Linked DNA regions of Gasterosteus aculeatus: all the other regions are linked to region 2. A link is a contact called in public Hi-C data. All regions are on one chromosome and are shown on one strand. Each heading gives the region's core, a stretch centred on a gene start, on an enhancer-like site or on the middle of the called end of the contact. The rest is flanking DNA. Distances are from core to core; before and after follow the strand shown.

The links. Hi-C and Micro-C count contacts between places; a contact is called where the count stands out from the background.
Region 1: a Hi-C map of tail fin shows a contact between it and region 2, with 3 times the contacts expected there. The contact joins two enhancer-like sites. A contact is called at or near these places in 3 of 6 Hi-C or Micro-C datasets (skeletal muscle, tail fin and whole body).
Region 3: a contact with region 2 is called in a Hi-C map of tail fin, with 2.8 times the contacts expected there. The contact joins two enhancer-like sites. A contact is called at or near these places in 2 of 6 Hi-C or Micro-C datasets (skeletal muscle and tail fin).

The regions. Positions count from the first base shown.
Region 1 is chrX:6,198,322-6,201,068 of fGasAcu3.hap1.1, reverse strand. ccnd2a (cyclin D2, a) reads left to right here. Exons shown (of 6, transcript XM_040162197.2): 3 at 330-545. The coding sequence starts at 375. Among protein-coding and RNA genes, the nearest start is that of tigara, 19 kb to the right of the region's middle. Within about 2 kb of position 1,363, at least 3 of the 9 cell types and tissues checked have open chromatin away from gene starts, as enhancers often do.
Region 2 is chrX:6,240,255-6,243,227 of fGasAcu3.hap1.1, reverse strand. All of the region lies in intron 1 of ccnd2a (cyclin D2, a), which reads left to right. Among protein-coding and RNA genes, the nearest start is that of tigara, 61 kb to the right of the region's middle. Within about 2 kb of position 1,472, at least 5 of the 9 cell types and tissues checked have open chromatin away from gene starts, as enhancers often do.
Region 3 is chrX:6,288,172-6,290,871 of fGasAcu3.hap1.1, reverse strand. The region is part of intron 1 of ccnd2a (cyclin D2, a); the gene reads left to right. Among protein-coding and RNA genes, the nearest start is that of ccnd2a, 16 kb to the left of the region's middle. Within about 2 kb of position 1,256, at least 2 of the 9 cell types and tissues checked have open chromatin away from gene starts, as enhancers often do.

The DNA.
Region 1 (2,747 bases), core at 114-2,613, 42 kb after region 2:
TTGAATTCATTTCTTTTTGGACTACATGAAAGCCACTCTATTGACAATATGCCTTTGGGACTTATTTCCTTCTTTATGAAACAATCTATTCCGAATTAATTTCTGATGTCGCAACCGATTGGGGCTGGGCGCAAATTCTTGGCCCGGCCCCAACTATGCGTGTCATTGAATTTATATGTGCTCTTTATGTGATTAGAGTTTTGTTTCGTTTTCTCATAAAAGTTTTATACACATTCTAAAGTGCTGGAAAATAAGTCCGCTCACTCCAGGGTGGGTTACTGATTCCAAACGTTGAACATTGCTGCATTGTCTGCTGTCTCGTTCTTCAGGTTTGTGAGGAGGAGAAGTGCGAGGAAGAGGTTTTTCCCCTGGCCATGAACTACTTAGATAGATTTTTAGCTGTGGTACCCACCAAAAAGTGCAACCTGCAGCTGCTGGGAGCAGTGTGCATGTTTCTTGCATCCAAATTGAAAGAGACCCGTCCATTAACCGCAGAGAAGCTTTGCATCTACACAGATAACTCCATCAGACCACAAGAACTGCTGGTAAGCAAACGTTGGTTTAACACTTTTCACAAAATTCACTGTCGTTCCTATGACGATTCATGTTGTTGACATAAGCAAGACACCATGATGTATGTACGTTTTGTCTTGAAAAGCGGGGTGGGGGGGGGTGTTTAGTTGGTTTTATGGTATTCAAGTGCGTTTGTTTTATAAATGTACCTGCAGGGTTGTTCTCTTTTTACCGGCTCTGTCGTGTCGCGCCATCATCAAGAGGTGCACGAAAAGCGAAAGCCTCACACTGAATTGTTCCACAATGAATCTCTTCACTGTACCAGACCCACTGGGCTTTACAGTAACCATCGCGGCCGTGCAATGGTCTCCATCGCCATCTACTGGCAGATATTTTCACAGAGCAACGAGGTCAGCTTGAACCTCGGCCAAAGTTCTGACTCTGTTCCTGTCAGCCTTAGAGGGAGAGACACAGAGAAATACAAGTTTGCCTTTTACAGTTCAGCCTCTGTCCAAAAATAACCATTGATGCAAGCATTTCTGATGTTATGTCATGCGGCGCTATTTTTGCTCCTCACACATTTTTCAGCGATGAAATGTAGGTCCCAGTCACAGCGAAGCACATAAGTGAGTGGGGCTTGCAGGTGTCTTTTAGAGTCGGCAAAATGCCATTAGACTGTGCTATGTTCCCTGAGGCCTGATGGTACCGGCTCTTACCACCTAATTGACTCAGTTTCACATCAGATAAGTGTTTCCCCACCGCTCTGTGGTGCTTCATAAACATTCCTTAGTAAACAACAGCCAATCCCACCCATGTTGTGAAAGAGGCCACATACTCTGACTCAGGGAAAGGTGCAATGGTCAGCGTATCGTGGTTGTAGGGGTGACATGCGTTCAAATGGGAAAGTGGTGTTAGACGGGGCGGACTCGTGTAATAAAACGGTAATCTTTTTGCTGCACTTGACAACAAAAAAAACAAAAAACGTCCTACTTTTTATGATCAGTCTGAAGACCCAGCCCTCAGTCCCAACTGGTTTGCCGGGGCCTCTTCGCTCTGTTTCTGTATAAGGCAGTATTTTGGCTGACATGCAGATACAGGAAACGGAGATCAGCTGCTCGGGGCATGTGATCGTTTTTTTTTCTCTTTTTGTCCTTGTCTTTGGTAACAATTTCTTGTAAAGAGAACCGCAATGTTACAAAGATGGTGTGACCAGAGGAAGGCACTATAGCAGAAGGAAGTGGGTGCCTGCATGCCTGCCACTCTCGTCAGTACCGAGCCTGTGTTGCAAGGTTCTTCACGGCCCTCGCTGTAGGCCTGAATCCGGCTTGCCGTCTCCGGTGGAAAGAGGCTTTTGAGAGCAGGGGGCAGCCTCGTTGCAGACATTCGGGCTGACGCAATCAACAGGCCACTGTTGGGCCATGATTTGCATATGATCAAATTGTTGAATCTCTCACATCGTGGTTACACACCTTCAAGCAAGCAGATGAAGATATTTTTAACCTTTTTTCAGTCGGAGGTGCTTTCCAATTCTCGCTTCCTCCCTCATGGGTATCAGTGGGTACAAACACAATCTTTGTTTTTGTTGATGTTTTGTTTAAAACCCTCTGCACCACTTCTATCCGTGTTCGTAGCATCACAGAGCTGAGGAAACAGCTGAGAAATGGCCCTTGGATAAGCATGCCGGGTCAGTGGTAGCCATGTTGACTTGTCTCATGACTGAGTCCATGTGGTCTCTCTCTCTCTCTCTCTCACTGAAAGGGAAAATAAAGAGCATCCTTGGTCCCGGTCACAAGGCTGCAGTCCGGAACCAAACCACGAAAATTTTTCCCGAATTAGTCACCACCTCTTCCGTTAATCACTTCCTCCTCAAGGAAGTGAAAGTAATGATTCACCCTTTACAGAGCAGAACACCACGCCCGTTGTCCCTCCACAATTTGCCACGAGAGCCGCGTTAAAAGTGATTTGTGAAGTACAGAGAATTGAATTCTTCCGAGTCCGATGACACAGAATAGGTGTAGAGTTACGTGTGATTCAAAACTGCACTTCAAACGCTGCCCACGGTGTTTCCTGTGAGGTATCTTACTATACGTGCCGCTCCGTTTACTCCGAAAGGGGTGAATTTATTTACAGAACAGAATTGGCAGAAAGATGCAATATAGAAAAATAATGGGACACGCGCGTGCACACACACACACACACACACACACACACACACACACACACACACACACACA
Region 2 (2,973 bases), core at 223-2,722:
AGCCATTGATAGAAATCATAAAAACTTTTCAGAATTGAGGAAGGCGGAGTTTTTGGTAGCCAAATTGTTACTCATATCCCATACACATGCCAACCAATTCTCCAACCGCCTGATCTTTTGTTGCAAGGCTCTCTTTCTCCCCTGTCTGCCACCTCACTCTTTATCCGTCCAATAAAGACAAAAAACGTCTCACTGTATTCAAGCTATGTAAACAGAAGATGATGTCCTTTTATTGAAACAATAAAAGGTTAGGGAGACTGGAGTTTTGCTCTTAAATGTCCAGAAAATGAAATCACGAGGTGCAAGCTGACAGTAACCAAGACATGAGAGTATGTTCAGTAATGTAATAGTGAAAGAACTGACAGGAAGAAAGAGAAAGAAAGAAACCAAAGCTACAGTTCAAATGAAACGCCACAGTCGAGTGTCGAGTAGCAGGAATGTGTTGTGCGTGAAAAGACAGGAGGTATTTTTCACATGATTAAATAGATTTCTCCACGTTAAACCACTCTCTATGGCCTGTGGTGTAAGCCGTAGCTTTTTTCCACAAATGAATTTGACAATTTTCACACTTTATCCAAACCTCATCTACCATTGGTCGGGGGACCCCTGGTTTAGACCAATGGTGGGTAGATTGCCAAGTATTAGCAAGTAATGGCAATCCACCCACCCCCCCAGCGAACGTGTAGTAGCAGGACCCAAACAGGACAGCGCTGCATACCGTTTGCGGAAAACGAATCAATATTTTTTTTAAACAACGAGCCCCTCGGGGAACCGTCACAATCAACCCACGCATTCTCGGTCATGACCTTACTTGATGACTTGCACGGGTTGGATTAAGCCAGGGTTAAATGTGTGAGTTAGTGAGCAAATATCGCTAATTATCATTAGCTTTCCGTTAGCTCTCCCGCGGTCGACCGTGCATGCGTGACGTGACTTGACGTGAAATCTACCGACACCGCCTTGGCGATTGGCCCCCGAGTCTAAAGGAACACATCCTGCCCTCTGCTTTGTTTGGTTGGCTGCTTGATTTGGTTAACACACACACACACGCAAACAGAAGCAATATCAGTGTGAGCAGTGGGATCTTTTTGTGACAAAAGCTTAAATTTACATTAGGTGCAAGCAAGAACATTGTATTCACATTTTGTATGTTTGTAGCGCCGACAAATTCAAATTCACTTATTGTTGTTATTTTAAGAAAATGAAAGACGTTGTCGAAGCCTCATAGCGAATGGTTCCGGAAACATAAGTAACATAAGTTGCTCATCCCATGTCGGTGGTGTAAGTGTGATTGATGGCGGAGCAGCTGTTCCTCGGGGTGGGGTTGCACCACTGTCTCTGCCATGAGGGCTCCCGGTGGCCATGCTGCCTGTCCAGCTGCCTGCCCTGCTCCGCCGGTTAGTGTTCTGCAGAAACATTTAGTGCCTGCCGCTCACAGAGGGCGCTAGTCAGACCGGCTGACTGCAGCTGCTGGAAGGCACAGAGGAAAGGGCGAGTGAGAACCCGCCGCCACCGCTGTGCTGAGAGCCGGAGAGGCAAACAGGACGTACGGTGCCTTCACGCGCACATTCGTCCCGATAGAAGTTATTCAGCCCAGATTCACCGCATCAGATTACGGTGGACAAAATGAGGGAAACACAAATTCAATGCGGTTCAGCACCTCAAACCACACTGTCCAGAAGGACTGGGGTTAGCTTCACTTTGAATGCAACACTCTCTCAAAAATGTTACTGCATTATTATTAGGATTTATTTGTTCTTTGTTCCCTTGCTTGCCTCAAATCTCTTGAGAACATCTAGGAAGGAAGAAGATTATGCGATCAACCTCAAGAAATGATTTCCCAGGAATATAAAGAAAAAACTTAATTAACTTATTCCACTTTGGCAAAAAATATGAATCCGATTCCAAACCTTGTGAGTTATTGGTCTTTTAGTGGAGATTGTCATCCCCATTTTTTGTATGAACTTCTAGCAACCAGTGGTTCGGCTCATGATGGAGCAGAAAAGCGATCTTTCATTACGCTGAGTCAAAGCGAGAGCTCTCAGCTGTTACAGACCTGAAGCCTGCAGCTCGCAACTTCACCTTTTTGTTTCACATCCATCGCTAGCGGATCCAAAGAAACATCCTGTTTGCTGTCGATCTGAGGCGACCAACGTACCGTTATGTCAGCGTAGCTTCGTTTTGATCCAGGCGGTGAGCTGCACAGCCTATTCACAATATCTCTACAGGCCCACCCATTTGATTATGAGTCACAGAAGGTGTGACTAAATTGAAAAAATCAATATTCTTTTAATAAACGTTATGGGCGTTACTGTCCAAATGTTGCAAAAAATGCAAAAAATATCATCTTTCTTAATAAATCTACATGTACCTCTAAGGTGTGTGTATTTGGAGAGAGCGAGTGAACTCTACCTCTAGATAGCTAGTTGATGTATTGTTACTGAATCAGGGTTCACCAGAGGTAGTTGTTGTAGTTGACATATTGGCTTCTGTTAATCAGTGACGGCGCCTTTCTCCTTTCATGTGCAATAAACTGCCCATGAAGAGTTGAGACACAGATTTCCAAGAAGCTTTCCATCATTCCAAACATGGTAATTATCAACCAATCACACAGGAGTCCGTCCCACTCATGTCATGTGGACTTTTGTCCAAAAACAGTTAAACCTTAGTCACATCCCTTTGGGAGGGAATGAGATTTATTTGCAAAGAGCTCGATCACAGGACCTTTTTCAAGTTGCTAAATGAAGAGAAAAGAAGGCAAATACCTCAATCCAAAATTGAAACAGCCAGTGGAATGTGCCGGGGCACGGGGAGGTGACGCAGGAATTAGCTGTAATCAGAGAAAAACTTGGAGAATGCTGCTGCTCTGTGCGAGAGAGTTGATCACTGCTCCAATAACACAAATGGCCGACCATACTGTGAGAGTCAATCTGTCATTAAAAGCCCTCTCATGAAAATAGCAATACAAAAAAG
Region 3 (2,700 bases), core at 7-2,506, 48 kb before region 2:
CCCGTCTAGGTGTGAGACGCCGCTTTCGTCTTCGGCCATTTTTGAACGGACTCGCAGCAGATGTCTTCAACATAATATCCTCGCGTCTGAGGATAGTTGGATTTGCCGTCCTGCTAAAGGTTTGACACAGTCGGCCATATTTTCACTCTCTCATCACATCCATTTTAACTTGGGTGTTTTACTTTTACATCGCACCGTATTTAGTGCTATGACATGACACTGCAACTGCAGGCCTTAAAGTAGCAATAATCTATTAATTCCTTTTACGCTCTCTCCAACAAAGCTCCTACAAAGACTGCCGTACCCCATCACAGTTCTGAATCAAGTCCTGATGATACTGTCACAGCCCTTTCTTCCATTTTCAAATGGCGGACCGGGCTGCCTTGACTTTCGGTGTTTGTGCTTTCCATTCCCACAGAGGGAAGTTTCCTCTTTTGTTTCTTTACAAGGGAATCGTGTGAGATTGCTCTCTTTGAGTACCTAGTGTGTGCAATAATAAGCTCGGGAAGTGAATGCTATTGGCTCACTTAATGTTAGGACATTATACAAACATCAGGAGGTAGAGCGCAGGTGTCACGGACAGTACTTTACGTGAAAGCTGAATGAACTATTTCAATGGCATCATTTCAACCAAAGCACAGTTTGCGGACCCCCGTCTGCAGAGGGCCTAGCAGGTGTACACTGTAAGTCAATCAGCACGTTTGACCTGCTAGAAAATACAAGCTTCGCGCCCGCAGCTCCGCCTCTCACTCATGGCAAGAAAGGATCCTCAAGTTTCCATTTCTGAACAGCAGTAAAAGAATTCCAAGAAAGCTGCCCAGCACAATGCCACTGTATTCCAATCCTCTGACACATAAAACCCCTTGTAAAGGAATCACAGTGCTCAGTGTTGACATTTTTGTACTGCTTAGAAAATGGTGTTGGTCTGAGTAAGTTCCAACGTCAAGTTGCATCTCCTTAAGAGGGGCTTTGACCTTCCGAGCACACTGCAGATGCAAAGGCTGTGATTGCTGGAACTCTTTACACAGTCGACCTATCGTGGATTTGCAAAATAGGGTCAGGTAGAATGCTTTTTCCAAATCATTTGTATGCTCTGCAGCGGCGTCTGCGTTGATGCACGCTCGTGTGGCTGCCTGCACGCGCACTGCAGTCTCCAAGAAGCTGCTGAGAGACCACAACAGCACTAGTTGCTGCAGCTGTGGCTGTTGGGCTGACTGACTGATCGAATAGCCTTCTGGCTGCTCCACTGCTGTGATCTGGGCCAAGAGCGGAACTGCAAGGACTCATCTTTTGTGTCCTCATTCAGCACATACCTCACATGCCTGCACACTAGAAAGGAAAAACCTGCATTGACTAGTCTCGCCAAATCGTCCCCATATTATTTTTGTTCTTTCTTTGTTTGTTCTTTCTCTCTCTCCTTCTCCCCTTCCTGTCTAACTGTGTTAAGGAAAGCATCTGTCGTGCCCAATTCCAGATGTTTGACCTCCTCTAAAGGGAAGATGCCAACCATTGTATAATTACAAATGTACACAATTGAGATCCGGTTTGAAGACCGTCTCCAATCTTAGTTGGAACCCTCTCTCGGCCGGCCAGAGACTAAGCTTCATGTCGTTATGGTCGGGTGCGTCGTCGACTGCGTGGCGCCCACAAAAACGGAATCTGCGGTAGAAAAAAAACACTCCTTGTCTTCGAAATAAGGATGTTTTTAACTTGTCGTTTTTGGACTTTCTTGCACTTCACAGTCAAAGGTCTCCTTAGGTGTTCCTCAGGTGCTCACACCCCCATTTGGAATCCTGTGTGTTTGAGTAGCGTCACAGATGCTTGGGTACATTTCTATGTGCTTGTGTGTGTGTGTGTGCGTGTGCGTTTGGTTTTGTGCAGCGCATCTTTATGTATATATGAGTCAGAAAAAGTTCCATCAAATTTCCCCTGTATGTCATTAATGCAGATAGCACCACTCCCACAGCGTGGAAAAAGCACCAATACGATTACAGTGAAATTCTAGAACGGTGCCATTTCCTAAATGGACAAGAGAACCCGTTCATGGGAACCCAACGTCATTTGGTTCCATTCATTTTATGGGGGTTTACATTAAATGTTTGGTCTTTGGTTGACGTATTTCCATCGCAGCTATTATAACCGCAAGAGCAGATGCAGCTGCCTTGACGTCCGTCTCCCTTTGCCTGCCTCGGGCCTGTTCTCTCCAATGTGCAATCCTTCTTTTCCAATATCATCGTATGGAGGCCCGCAACTCTCTTCCATTCATCTATGTTCACACGCCGGGAAATGGGAGGCTGGTTACCGTGGGCCAAGTTGGTGAGCTTGGTTTTAACTAGATACCTTTCCTGAACTCTGAAGCTCTGGTCTTCGACAGCTCAGAGCTTTACGGTTGTTGAAAATAGTTTGTCTCTTCCATTCTCCTCCCTTTTAAGTCACACTTCTCTGACACCAAAGATGAGACGTAAGCCACAAGTGTTCGCTCCCGCTGTAATTTTCCACGTCTCCCCGAGCACGGAGCATGAGCAGATGGAGATGCAGCTCTGTGTCCACATGTGTGCACGTGCCAAGAATTCGGCGTGTTGCAAAAAGAATCCATTCAGCAACTTTCGTGATCTCTCATGTCGATTTACTTACTTTCTATTCATTTCACCCCTACGTGCAGTGGTGCGATGCTGCAACCCCTGAAATTTCGGAGCCTTA